Regions from separate parts of the Sus scrofa genome. Here region 1 is linked to region 2. A link is a contact called in public HiChIP or PLAC-seq data. All regions are on one chromosome and are shown on one strand. The core of a region is the stretch at or near the end of the contact, and the rest is flanking DNA. Distances in the headings are between cores, read along the strand shown. Region 1 overlaps MLXIP (MLX-interacting protein). Region 2 holds the start of MLXIP (MLX-interacting protein).

Region 1 (6,437 bases), core at 2,720-5,219, 51 kb before region 2:
ACCTTGTCACTATGGCTGAGACCCCTACAAGAGCCTTGCCCCTTCTGTCCACACCTCACCCTCAGGGAGCCCCTTCCAAGGGTTTTTTCCTTCTCCTTCCCTCAGAAAATGAGATTTCAGGGAAGTAAAGGGGTCCAGGTCAGAGGAAAGGAATCTGTCAGTGATGTGTGGGCAAGAAATGGAGTCTGGCTGATCAAGAGGAGCACCAGCCTGAACCAAGGGGACCCTAAGCACGCTCACCTGCTGCAGAGGTCACCTGTCCCCCGGCACCCAAGCCAGCTGGACACAAAGCACGGCCTGGGCCTGCATCCTCTTAGATCGGCTGAAAAATAGGAACTGTTCCCTGACTCTCCAAAAGTCACCCACCCTGACGTCCCAGCAAAGGACAAACCCCACCCTCCTCTTCTGCCTTTAAAACATTGGCTTTTGTCACAGTGAGCATGTTAGGGTGAGAGCAACTGGCTAAAGCTTCTGCCTCCTGCAGACTATGGGCACCTTCATGACAGACGCCTGACTCTGCTGATGGTGGTTAAGTGTCCAGTTCACTGGGATTTGGCTTGGTTTTCCTATCCTGCAGACTGCCCGAGAAACTTCTGTCTGACACACAATGTTCCAAAAGCAGGCTCCGGGGCCCGGAAGTGCAGAGGCCTCTGGATGGCAGAACCTGGAGGGCCTCCTGCCCAGCCACATGGCACTTACACTGCATGTACCATGCCCGCCAGATGGCGTTGTTGAGCCGGATCTTGTCTCTCCACTGGAGCTTCAGGCCCTTGAAATTCTTCCACTTTGGAGACACCAACTTGCCACTGAAAGGTAAAAGGAAGAGGGGACACTTAGTGGTTTCTCTGAAAATGAAATGAAATAAAAAAGTACCACCCTATCATTCCAGGTCTCAAAATTGTGGATTAAACCATTGCAAGCCACAAGCTAGGCTTCAAAGAATATACAAGGTACTTTGGGATTTCTTCAAAGTGATATGGATGGGGGCCATGGTGTTGGGTATGGAGGGAGCAGGACTGGCCATAGGTTTGTAATTGCTGGAGAGGGTTCACTATCCTAGTCTGTCCACTTTTGAGTATGTTTAAAATTTTCCATAATTGTGGAGCTCTCGTCGTGGCACAGTGGAAAGGAATCTGACTAGGAACCGTGAGGTTGTGTGTTCAATCCCTGGCCCTGCTCAGTGGGTTAAGGATCTGGAGTTGCCATGAGCTGTGATGTAGGTCGCAGAGGAGGCTCGGATCCTGCCTTGCTCTGGCTGTGGTGTAGGCCGGCAGCAACCGTTCTGATTCAACCCCTAGCCTGGGAACCTCCATATGCCTCAGATGCGGCCCTAAAAAGACCAAAAAAAGAGCCCTTGCACACAAAGCTGAGAGCAGGCAAGGAATGCTCCCTGGTGGCACAGCCTTCTCAGTTTAGCTTTCCAAGGGCTGTGCCTGGAGCCTCCTTGAGCAGGTGGCCTAGGGCTTCTCTTTCTCAGATGGTTTGAGATGGGCAAGGCACTATTTCTGGCCCATACCAAAGGGGGTTCTGTGGGTTCTACATCACTTCAGGCCACAGCCCTGCCCCTTCTCCAAACCCATTCAGAAATTCCACGTGACAAGCAGTGGTATGCCAGCAGTCACAACAGCTAGTCTTCAAAGACAGCACCCAAACAACAAACACTCCCTCAACCTGAACACCTGGTTTATAAAGCAAAAAGCTCCTTGCTCTGCACCCCGCAAACCTCATGCCCATCCACCCTCTGTTCCCAAAACCCAACACCAGGCCAGGCTTTGGATTACAGGCCAGAGGGTTGTGAGCATCCCCCAAAGAAAATGTCACAGCAAATCTTCAGGGAATTTGAGGGACAGACAATAGCAGCCTCAGCTCACAGGGTCAGGGGCTCCTTAGTCACACACCTTCCTCCTCCCACTGCACTGCCACTAAAGGTACTTCTACACATCAGCTGTCATCCCAAGTTCAACAGCCAGCAGCCTGCTTTGGAACCTCTATAGCATAACCTCATACTAGCCATTAATTTCCACAGTCACTTAACTTCTCAGACACCCCAGTTTCCTGGGTAAAATCACAATAATACCACTGTCTCCAGAGTGTTTTAACAGGGATTAAATGTATAAACACACACACAGGATTAAATATACAGGATTAAACACGAAGGATTAAATTCACAAGGATCAAAAAAACACACGCGTGTACAGACATACATAGACATACAGACAACATACACATTCTTAGACACAATAGGACAGGTAAACCCTAAAGTAAAATATCAATGTGACATATTAATAACCGCCTCAATGATATGGATTTAAGTTATTATTGAAAGGCCCGGGTTTTTTTTGGGGGAGGGGCATACCCACATGCAGAAGATCCCACAGATGGAACCTGAGCCACAGGAGTGACAATGCCAAACCTTTAACTACTAGGCCACCAGGGAACTCCTAAAGGCCTGGTTTTTAACACCTCTTAACTTGAAAAGTCCTTTCTTTTTGTCTGCCAAACTCCTGGGGCTCTGCTTCCTCCATAGGAGGAAAAGGTGCACCTACATGCCTCTTGATACCAGCAAACAGAGACATGACCAAAGGCCAGCCCTGACTTCCATGCAGCTGCAGAGCCACTGGCTACTTTAGTGCCTTGAAGGCAGAGCCTGGGTCCACCTTTTTTTTTTTTTTTTTTTTGTCTTTTTAGGGCCACACCTGCTGCATATGTAAGTTCCCAGGCTAGGAATCAAACTGGAGCTACAGCTGCAGCCACTGAAATGCAGAATCCGAGTCACCTCTGTGACCTACACCACAACTCACAGCAACACCAGATCCTTCACCCACTGAGGCAGGCCAGGGATCAAACCCAAGTCCTCATGGATACTAGTCAGGTTCACTACTGCTAAACCATGACAGGAACTCCACCTACCCATTTAATAAGCTTTGAGCACCTATTGTGTGTCATGAACACACTAGGAGCGGAGGAGAGAGAGCACGAGGAGGTGGAGAGGTCCCAGCTCCCATGGAGTGTGTGAGTTGCTGAGGGGAAGTCCTGCCTATGAGCTGAGTGTCTCGAACAGGAGCCAAGGGCTATGGGAACAAAGCTGGACTAACTAACCCTGTCTGAGCAGTCATGAGACGCCTTCTGGAAGAGATGATGTCTAAGCTGAGGCCTAGAGGATAAGGAAACTTCGGCTAAACCAAGGAGAGGGGGAGAGGTCTATACTGGTCTTTCTGCCTGGCTCTGAGGTGGGCAAGACAGGCTGGGTCAAGGTGTGGAAAACACCCAGCTTGGTCAGGGCCTGAGGGCAGGGGTGCTTCTAGGCCAGGCTAGAGAGCAGGGTAAACACCAGAGTGCATCAGGCCCCTCCTCTGGGCAAAACCACCCCCCTTCTTGTCCTCTGCCAGATCTTTTAGCAACATGGCAGGGGGTTCTAGGAAAAAACAAAACAGGAAACTCTCCCTATCTTTTTATTTCCTTAAGGGAAAAAACCTTTTCTATAACTAACAAATTCCTTGCATTGAAGGCCAGAATTCAAACACCACCTTCTCTGTATGGTCAGCAGGCCCAGAATCTGCAGAGGTGGCAGCAGGGGACAGAAGCAGAAGGGACAGGATGGAAAAGGAGGACCCCCGGGAGGAGAGCCTTTGCTGTCCTGCATGTTCTATTAAGCACTAACCACTGGGCTCAAATATAAACCCACCCTTACTCCTGCTTTGTTACGCAAGACAAAGTGGCTGCTGGGAGCATAAGAGGAGTCAGATTGTGCTGACAGCTTAATTACTCACCACAGAGGGACTGGGAGATGCAGAGAGTGATCAGACCTTGGACACCAGAAGTCAAATCTGAGAGGGTAGAGTTCTGGCTTCTCATCTTCCCGCTCAGCTGCTGGGCTATTTCCCTCTTGCTCAGTGTTTATGTCCAATTGCTATCACCTGTCACCCTAGGTCCATAATATCCCAACAGCCAACAGGCGGCGCTCAACCAACACTGAGAAGTCAGTCTGAAACCAAAACCAAAACCTGAACCGCCTGGAGGTGGGGAGAGTGAAAGAAGAGTGTCCAGGACCCCTTAGGGTGTTGCACGGCCCTCCCCCACAGCAATGTCAACACCAGGTCTGAAGAAGCAACACAGCAGCCCTCTGGCATAGAGGGATTGATTACTGGGCAAAACGGACAGCTGGGAGAACTCTGGACACATTTCTGGACTGTTCCTCACTAAAGGGCTTCTGGGGGCCTCTGATGTGACATCAATGTCACCCCTCCATGAGGAGGGAAGACATTCCTATGCAGACATTTGCACACCGGGACCCTTCCCATGGAGGTGCCTGGAGTCTAGTGTCCAAGGAACATAAAGCAAGAGCTATTCTGAAAGCTCTAATAGGGAACTCACAGCTCCCTGGTGGTGAGTGGTATCCCTGCAAGGCACCTAGGGTTGGACTTCTGCTCCCCTCAGGCTGCACCAGATGCAGCTGATGGGGACACTCCTCAGTGTAACTCAGGGTCTGCCATGTTCCTTCTTTAAAGTGTCACCAGAAACAGAGTATCAAAATTTCTGAGCCCACTGGCTTCCCCGCAGTGAACAAAAAGACCTCCCCTGGCCTTACCTCCCATCCTCCTATATGCCGAGCAGCCCCCAGGGCTTCTTGTCAGACAAGGACCTCGCATTCACCCTCCTCCACTCTCCTGGGCTGGGAAGGCCCGGGGTCTGGGTCTGATTGGCACGTGGGAGGTGTATTTAAATAGCAGATTACTAAGTGAGGGCTAAACTTTTCCGTAAAGAAAATCTTCCTGTTCCCCTGCCACAGCCGCCCTTCCTAGAAGATAGGTTCATGGCACGGAGCAGGAAGTCCAGAGCACAACAAAGGCCTCTCTCAAAACCGCTGTCTCTTCAGAGGTCTCTTCAGCGGTCTGGCAGGAGACTGCTTTGGAATGGAAATGAAAAGGCAAGCCCTGCACAGACAGGAGCTGGAATTAAGGGGGGTGGGTACTGGGACAGGGATTTGGGGCTCTGTTGGTCCCAGGTAGGAATGGCTCCTAACTCCTGGTCAGACCCCTCTCTCCAGAAGAAGGCAGGCAGGCAAAGGCTCTGTGGGGCCCAGAGGGTGGAGTCCATGCATTTGGTCATGAAACCGTATTTGCGTGTTGGGAGGCAGTACTTCTCCACCATTCCTGATGCTTCCTGGAAACCCATCAGCAAAACATTCCTCCCCCTGCCTCCCCCTTCCTCCCTCCCAGGGAGGTGGAGTGGGTGTGCTACAGCAAGTGTGCTTCCAGGTCCTTCTCCTTTCCTCCTGAGAGCAAGCTGCCTACAGAGGGCCCACACCCCTCTGAGGAGAGCCTGGGATGGCGGAGGCCTCTCTTAGAGCCCGACGCCCAGGGCTGCCTGGAAAGGAGTCTGGGGTTCCCTTAGAAGCAGCAACTCAGCTTGATCAACAATACAGGGAAGAGTTTAGCCAGCATCTGCTGAATCTTTTTTGTTGTGGGAAAATACAAGCAATATAAAAGTGGCCATTTTAAAGTCTACAACTGAGTGGCGATAAGTACATTCACAGTGCTGTGCAACTATCACCGCTACCTGGTTTCACTGCTGATTTCATCACCCTAAACGGAAGCCCCATCTGTCCCCATTAGCAGTCACTCCCTGTTATTTCCTCCCCTGGCCTCCGGCCACCACTCATCTTTCTGTTTCTATGGATTTGTTTCTTCTGGACATTTTGCATAAAATGACAAAATATGTGGCTGGGCTTCTTTCACACTTTGCACAATAGTTGTAAGGGTCGTCCACATTGTAGCCTGTATCAGTACTTCCTTCCTTTTTATGGCTGATTCATATTCTATTGGATGGAGAAACCACATTTTGTTTACTTCTTCATCTGCTGTTGAACATTTGGGTTGTTTCATGCTTTGGCCATTGTGAATAATGCTGCTGTGAACCAACTCCAGTTTTATTTCCTTCTCAATCAACTCAGAATCTGGCAAGGGAGAGAGGTCTGATCACTACAGGCACTGGGGATAGAAGGATGGGCAAGTTTAACAACTGTGGACTTTGTTGGAGGACGAGTAGATAACTGTCTATCGACACTCCAAACGCACATCCCCTCTGACTTACGATGCCGCTGTTAGGAGTTGAATCTACAGAGCCATTCACACATGGACACAAAGACACAAATAGAAGACATTAAAACTGCAGCTCTGTTTGTGGCAGCCAAAGGCTGGGAACAACCTGGACGTTCATCAAAGCAAACAATACACATTTACATGGGCTATTGTACAGGCAAGAGCTGTAAGATGTATGAAGCTGGCCGGGGGGGTGGGGGACAACCAAGGTACAAGATATACAGGATGGCCATCATGTGTATTTGCAACAGGGAGATACGCTCACAGACACACACTCAGGAAGGGAGGGAGGAAGACCACCAGCCAATCAACGAGGACACACAAGAAACAGGGAAC
Region 2 (7,044 bases), core at 3,529-6,028:
CAGGTACTGGACACATTCACAGACATTATCTCAGTTAATCCTCACTTTCACCCTGCAGGAAACTTTATCCACCCCATTTTACAGTGGCAGACAGGAAGACTTAGAGAAAGTAAGCCATGAACTTCTAAGCTCTGCCTTGGGGAGAGGCAACTTCTTCCCTTCCCAAATGTCCCAATAATTGAACACACACTGTAGGACTGAACAAAGACGTTTCACTATAGGGCTTCGTAGCATCACAGTGTGGGAAGGTCAATTTTTTTAGGTTAATTTGTGCTTTTATTTGCCAGTATAACTTAACTACAGTGGCTTGCAAACCTTTTTTCTCCTTTTAGGGCCACATCTTTGGCATATGGAAGTTCCTGGGCTAGGCACTGAATGGAAGCTACAGATGCCAGCCTACACCACAGCCATAGCCACAGGCACAGCCACACTGGATGTGAGCTCCATCTGCAGCCTATGCTGCAACTTGCAGCAACACTGGGATCCTTAACCCACTGAGCCAGCCAGGAACTGAATCCGTATCATCACAGAGACTACGCCACAATGAGCCACAATGGGAACTCCAAACTTTTTTGATGTACATTTTACATCACAGTGTGTGTGTGTGTGTGTGTGTGTGTGTATAAATGAAACAAGTTTTACCACAATGTCTATCCTGAGCGTTAAAAAAATTTTTTTTTCTTAAAGCAGTTTTACTTTTACAACAAAACTGACAGGAAGGTACAGAAATTCCCCATATACCCCCTCTTCCCACATGCATAGCCATTATCAACATCATTCACCAGGGGTACTTTTTTTTTTTTTTTAAACCAAGGATGAACTACACTGACACATCACAATCACCAAAGTCCACAGTTTACCTGAGGGTTCACTTTAATGAAGTGAATAGTGCTGCATATTCTACAGAAGCATTTGGACAGAAGTATAACATCTATCCATTATTATAATGTCATACAAAGAATTTTCATTGCTCTAAAAAACTTCTGTACTCTGTGAATATTCATCTCCCTTCTCCCCCAAACTCCTGGCTACCAGTGACCTTATTGTCTCTGCAGTTTTACCTAAGAAGGACATGGATTTGAAGGCCAGCTGTACACAGCTGGAATCCATTCGAAGTGTTACTGCCCCAGGTGGACCGCTGGGGACACTCACACCTAATCCTGATCCCTCCAACACCCTGACTTTGGCAAGTCAGTCTTGCCAAAGACCCTGCAGGAGTTCAAGACTTTGCACATTCAGGAACAGATCATGTTTAGCGTCCCTAGACCACTTCACGTGACTGGGGAAAAAACAACCACAACTTCCCCTGCACTTAGTTCCTCCCCCAAAGAGCTGTTGAGCCTCGTCTGGAAACAGCTGGGAGGCAGCAGTTAACAGGAAACCAAACCAAAAAAAAAAAAAAAAACACGGCACAGAGTGTACCAGGGAGAGTTAGGCAGCTAGAACGAAGAGGCCAGGGGATAGACAGGAAGTTGAAGTTAGAAAAAGCCTAGGCCAGAAACAGCCAGACACAAGAGGAGGTCCAGCTGGCCTTTCTCGCAGCCCCAAGAGAAGGGAAAAACCTGAAAAACAGTGGTGAAGGCTCACACTGCACTAAAGGGCCCACCTCTGGGGCCAAGCCTTCTTTCCTCCCTGACCCCTGTATCGCAACCCTCCCTCTCTGAAAACCAGCTACTGGTCGTGATAGGACAGCTGAGGTCAGAAACTCACTTCTGCTCTCATGCTGCCTTCTGGGCCAGACTACTGGTTTTGAGTCATTCCTCTGTCAATCTGTACCCAAGTTCATATTGCCAACTAAACTCCAGGGCCATCCAAATCAGCCTTACACAGAGAGACAAAGAGCATCTTCATGAGAAATTACTAGGCAGACACACATTGAGGACCTGCAGGGGCGGGATTCGTGTCCAGGGAATAACTGAAAAGCAGGAGGGTCAGCGGGGCTGGAGGTTTGGAAGAGTAAGGTACTCCTCAAACCAAACGAAGGGTGCCTTTTGCAATCAAGAATCAAGTAGTCCTCATTCAGACTACTGGTTTTGAGTCATTCCTCTGTCAATCTGTACCCAAGTTCATATTGCCAACTAAACTCCAGGGCCATCCAAATCAGCCTTACACAGAGAGACAAAGAGCATCTTCATGAGAAATTACTAGGCAGACACACATTGAGGACCTGCAGGGGCGGGATTCGTGTCCAGGGAATAACTGAAAAGCAGGAGGGTCAGCGGGGCTGGAGGTTTGGAAGAGTAAGGTACTCCTCAAACCAAACGAAGGGTGCCTTTTGCAATCAAGAAAGTTAAATGAGCAAGGGCCAGCTGCCAAAATATTTTTGAAAGAAGAGGAAAAAAAAAAACCACCGTTACTAAAATTCCTTGGTGTTATTTAATAATAAACCTCTAGGTTATCCAAACTGAGGGCAAAGGGGAGACTGGTTTACTTTTCCTTTAGCAGAGCTTAGGTGAGAGCTTTCTACCCCATGCCTCCTCCTACTCAATCATCCATTCTCTCTTTGTACCTGGGAGAAGTTTATATTAAAATAAAGAAGAGGATTAAGTTCCCTTAATAAAAACACATTCCTGTCTTTCACCTCTAGTTGTGTTAGAAAGGGCTCTCTCACACTATAGCATATGCTGCAAACTAGGGGAGTGTGATTCCAATGAAGGGCTCAAAATTTGAGCTGAGCAAACAGGGCTGAGAGAGGGCAGAAGGCTGCAATCTCAATACCATTTGTTTAAAAAACAAACAAACAAACAAACAAAAAACCAGAACATCTTCACAGGCTCTGTGCCAGCTCAAACTGGCAAGACCAGAGAATCAGAGCAGAGCCTAACCAGCATGCCACGCAAGGGGGGTGGGAGGAGAGCGGGAGGAGAGCGCTGGGTAATGTACTGCAGCCATGTGGCAAACAAACCATCAGGGAAACCTTCATGAGAGGAAATGGGGGTGGGAAGAGTGGGGGTGCATTTCAGGAACATAACAAAGGAACAAACTGATTAATCACTCATTCCAGCGGGGGGAAAATGCCACCTGGAGCCATGTATATCTAGTGTTTCAACTTCGGGTCAATGTGTAATGTTTTAACTGGGATATATTTGGGGCTTGCTGCTTTCCAAAAAAGGGGGGGGGGGAGGAGGGGAGATTGTTCTTATTCTTCTTTACACTGTTTCTAGAGTCTCCAAGGAAACTTTCTCTGGTGACTGCACAGGAGACCTAAGACAGCCCCAGCCAGTCCAGTCACTAATGCAATAACCTCCACTCTGCTGAGATCCTATCTTGAGCTTTGTTCAGGGCTGGGCTGCTCTGCACTGCAGCTAGTCCAGAGAAGTTCTGTGGCTTAGGCAGAAGTTATCTCAAGCAAATACCTAACAAACACACAGAGAAACGGAAAGTGGAAGGACATTTTAACCCATTAGGGCCAGGCATTTCTCTGACTTAGTATGAAAGGATCTCTGCCTACAGCTGAATCCGCATGGCAGGATGGTGCCAGGGATGCCTGCCTTAAACACTGACACCTCCATGTTATGTTCAGGGCCAGTCTGAGAACCCCCCAACTTGCCAGAAGGACAGACTGCACCTCCAAGAGCTGTGGCTCCAAGTCTTCCTAGGAGGCACCCAGGTCCCTCCCAAGTTGGGATAGGCCTTCCCAATAGAGGAGATGTGAGGGGACCCAGCCTCCCTCTGCTGGGGCAATAAGAAAAGTAGCTAACATTTATGCAGCAACAAATTATGTGCCAGGTACTGGAATAAGCATTTTACCTATCTCGTTTCATGCCCACAGCAGCCAATGGGGGCAGATACCACTGCTGATCCCCTCTTTACAAAAGAGAAAACAGATTCGGAGTTTTTATACAACCATTAAATTCTGAGCCACCCCTGGGCAGGTTGTCCACTACTCATTATTGCTGGAAACACACAAAGCGTTTGGGAGAAGGAGTGGATAAAGTCGAGTGACACCGGGTGCAGCCTGTATTTACACCTATTTCTCCTCCGAAATCGGTGGCCTAGGGCCACCGAGAGGAGGGCCTGGATGGGGAACGTGAAGCCGGAAGAAGCCAAGCACTGCTGACAGATTCCCAGGACACCCGCCCCTCTCACTTCCATTGGAGACCCCAGACCCATAAACCTTCCCTAAGGGGTAAGACCAAAAGAAATGCCTGGAGCCAAAAGGTCCCCCGGCGACCCAGCCCACCACGCTTGTTTTGTCAAAAGGAGCCCCGCTCCAGAGGTGGGGCCGGCCGGGTCCCTACCTGTAGGCCAGGGTCATGCACTCAAAGAGCTTGGTGAGTGAGGCGTCGATGGACAGGTGGCAGGAGCTGGTCTTGCCGAAGCTGTAGGTCTGGCACGTCTGCTTGTTGACCGTGTCGAAATCATAGCCCTTCTTGGGCGGGTGCTCTCGATGCGGCGACGACACCATGAAGTGGCCGCTGTGGATGATTTGCTGCCGGCGCGGAGGCTCCTCGCGGCCCGACCCGGCCCTGGGCTGCGGTGGCCCGGCGCTCGCGTGGCCCCGGGCCAGAGTGGCCGCGCCGGAGGCGGGCGGTGGGGACGGCTCATCTGTGTCCGAGTCGTCGTCGTCCTCCGGCACCTGGGGCTTGAGCAGCACCGCACGGCCCCGGCTGTGAGGCCGGCGCGGGGAGCACAGGAAGACTTCGGCGGCCATGGGGGGACCCGGCCGGGGGCATCCCCTGGGGCCCGGGGCTACGCGGCGAAGAAGGCTGACGAGGCGCCGGCCCTGCCCGGCTCGCGCGCCGACTGTCCGCAAGCGCGCGGCTGGGCAGGAGGGGGAGGGCGCGGGCCGACTGGGCCGCCTCGGCGCCGGCCCCGGCGTGACGTCACCGACGCGTCTGGGCCAATCGGGTGCCCGTGTCGGCCTCTTAAAGGAGCAGGGGAGCCTTTCCGTATCTGGGCGGACAAAAAAGGGGGGGGGGGGTAGCCCGAGGCCCCGCCTCAAGGCCCCGCCCCTCGCCACCTCCTTCCCTTAGGGGTGGTACGGGACTTGGTGGCCAGGTGGTGCCTCTAGCCAGTGTCTCGGCCTGAGAGAGGCGTTGGCCCAGTAAGTCGTGCTGACCCCGCCCTGCGCTCCGGGGAATCGCTCTGCTGCCTTGCAGCTCCACGTGGTGGTTGAGGGTGGCGCTCTTTCCACCTCCCAGGGCCCACTTTCCCCCGAGGAGCCCGGAGTTGTGCTCTAACAGCTCTTACCAGGTGTTGCTGGGTGCTGGAGATTTTGTCCATTTTATTGATGAGAAGATTAAGTCGCTGAACACCACCGTAAAGGGATCTTTCTAACGCGAGGGCAAGATCAAGAACACTACTTACATCCTCAGAAGTGGAAACTGGCGCTTCAAAGTTTATTAAGGCACTTTCCTAGAGCATCACTACTACTAAGTTGCAGAACCAGCCACCAGCTTTTTAACTACGACTCGCAATACTGTCATTATTGTTAAGATCTTAAGTTTGGAGAGGGAACCAATCCCTGAATAATTCCAAAAGGGGAAATTCGCGGCCATGGTTTTCTTCTCCGAGGTGGGGAATGAGTCCTGTGCCTCAGAATGTTGTCACAATTTAAAAAATGACTATAAAGTGCTTGTCACAGTACCTCTCAAAGAATGAGCACTAAATAAATGCACTACAGACTGAAGGAATTGAACCAGCCATGCCAGAAGCACCTAGAAATTACCAATATTCAACCACTTTTGACCTATAAAAACAGCAATTTCACATGGTTCAACTTTATAGTTCACACTTTTACAAAGCTGTCAAAGTGTCAGGAGCTCAAAGCCAGCCTGGGATTGGAGCCATGTGGGAAAGGTGGGAGATGGCAGAGTGTCAAGGGGGCCAGTGAGGCTGCTGGAGTAGGAGCTCCCACCCTGGTCTCAGCAGGACCTCCAGGGTCCTCCACAGCTGCTCCTGTGCTCTGCTTTGAAGCCAGTTTCATTTTCAAATTTGGGTGGAGCTGGAGTTCCTGTTGTGACTCAGTAGAAACGAATCTGACTAGCATCCATGAGGATGCAGGTTCAATCCCTGGCCTTGCTCAGCCAGCTAAAGACCTGGTGTTACTGTGCGCTGCAGTGTATGTCAGAGATGCAGCTCAGATCTGGCATTTCTGTAGCTTTGGCGTAGGCCAGCAGCTGTAGCTCCATTTTGACCCCTAGCCTGAGAATCTCCATGTGCTGTGAGAGCGGCCCTAAAGACCAAAAAAAAAAAAAAAAAAAAAAGGGGGGGGGGGAGAAAGAAAAAGAAGCAATATAATGTCCAACGAGAGAAGTCATTGACTATATTATAGTCACCAATATAATGGAACACCACCTATTAAATGATGCAGACATATATTTGTTAACATATAAAAGTGTCCATGACACATTGCTGGGTGAAAAAACAACTTTAAAAAGTTATCAGGAGTTTCACAGCTCAGCTGTAACAAACCTAGCTAGTATCCATGAGGACGCAGTTTGATTCCTAGCCTCACTGAGGAGGTTAAGGATCCAGCGTTGCCCTGAGCTGCAGTATAGGTCTCAGACAAGGCTCAGATCCTGTGTTGCTGTGGCTGTGGTGTAGGCCAGCTGCTACAGCTCTGATTCCACCCCTAGCCCGGGAACTTACATTTGCTGCAGATGTGGCCCTAAAAAAATAAAAAGTTATCAGTAGTTTGATATTAAATTTGGGGGGGTGTGCAGTTTCTTAGGATTTCTTATAGTTCATGACTGATATCAACTTTTTAAAATTCATACAGATATATTTTTTATTATTTATGTATGTTAGAAGTGCACCATAATGTTAACGCTGGTTATCTCTGGATGGGATGATTTTTTTCTTCTTCATGCTTATCTATCTTTTTTATTTTTTTATTTTATTTTTATTATTACTATTTTTCGTCTTTTTAGGGCCACACCCTCAGCACATGGAGGTAGGTTCTCAGGCTAGGGGTCTAATCGGAACTGTAGCCACCAGCCTAAGCTACAGCCATAGCAACGCGGGATCTGAGCGGCGTCTGCAACCTACACCACAACGCTGGATCCTTAACCCACTGAGCAAGGCCAGGGATGGAACCCA

The links. HiChIP or PLAC-seq counts read pairs in DNA pulled down with a chosen protein or histone mark.
Region 1: an H3K27ac HiChIP or PLAC-seq map of skeletal muscle shows a contact between it and region 2. The contact joins the enhancer-like site here to the promoter of MLXIP in region 2. A contact is called at or near these places in 3 of 5 promoter capture datasets (fetal liver, liver and skeletal muscle), 11 of 47 Hi-C or Micro-C datasets (alveolar macrophages, brain, embryonic fibroblasts and 6 more) and 2 of 2 datasets of contacts at active chromatin or transcription factors (alveolar macrophages and skeletal muscle).

What each region holds. Positions count from the first base shown.
Region 1 is chr14:30,591,027-30,597,463 of Sscrofa11.1, forward strand. MLXIP (MLX-interacting protein) reads right to left here. Exons shown (of 17, transcript XM_021073760.1): 2 at 700-806. Among named protein-coding and RNA genes, the nearest start is that of IL31, 41 kb to the left of the region's middle. Within about 2 kb of position 3,970, at least 35 of the 83 cell types and tissues checked have an H3K27ac peak or open chromatin away from gene starts, as enhancers often do. A contact at or near this core is called in alveolar macrophages, fetal liver, liver and 3 more, where this site is marked.
Region 2 is chr14:30,641,497-30,648,540 of Sscrofa11.1, forward strand. MLXIP (MLX-interacting protein) reads right to left here and starts at 4,779. Exons shown (of 17, transcript XM_021073760.1): 1 at 4,242-4,779. The coding sequence starts at 4,654.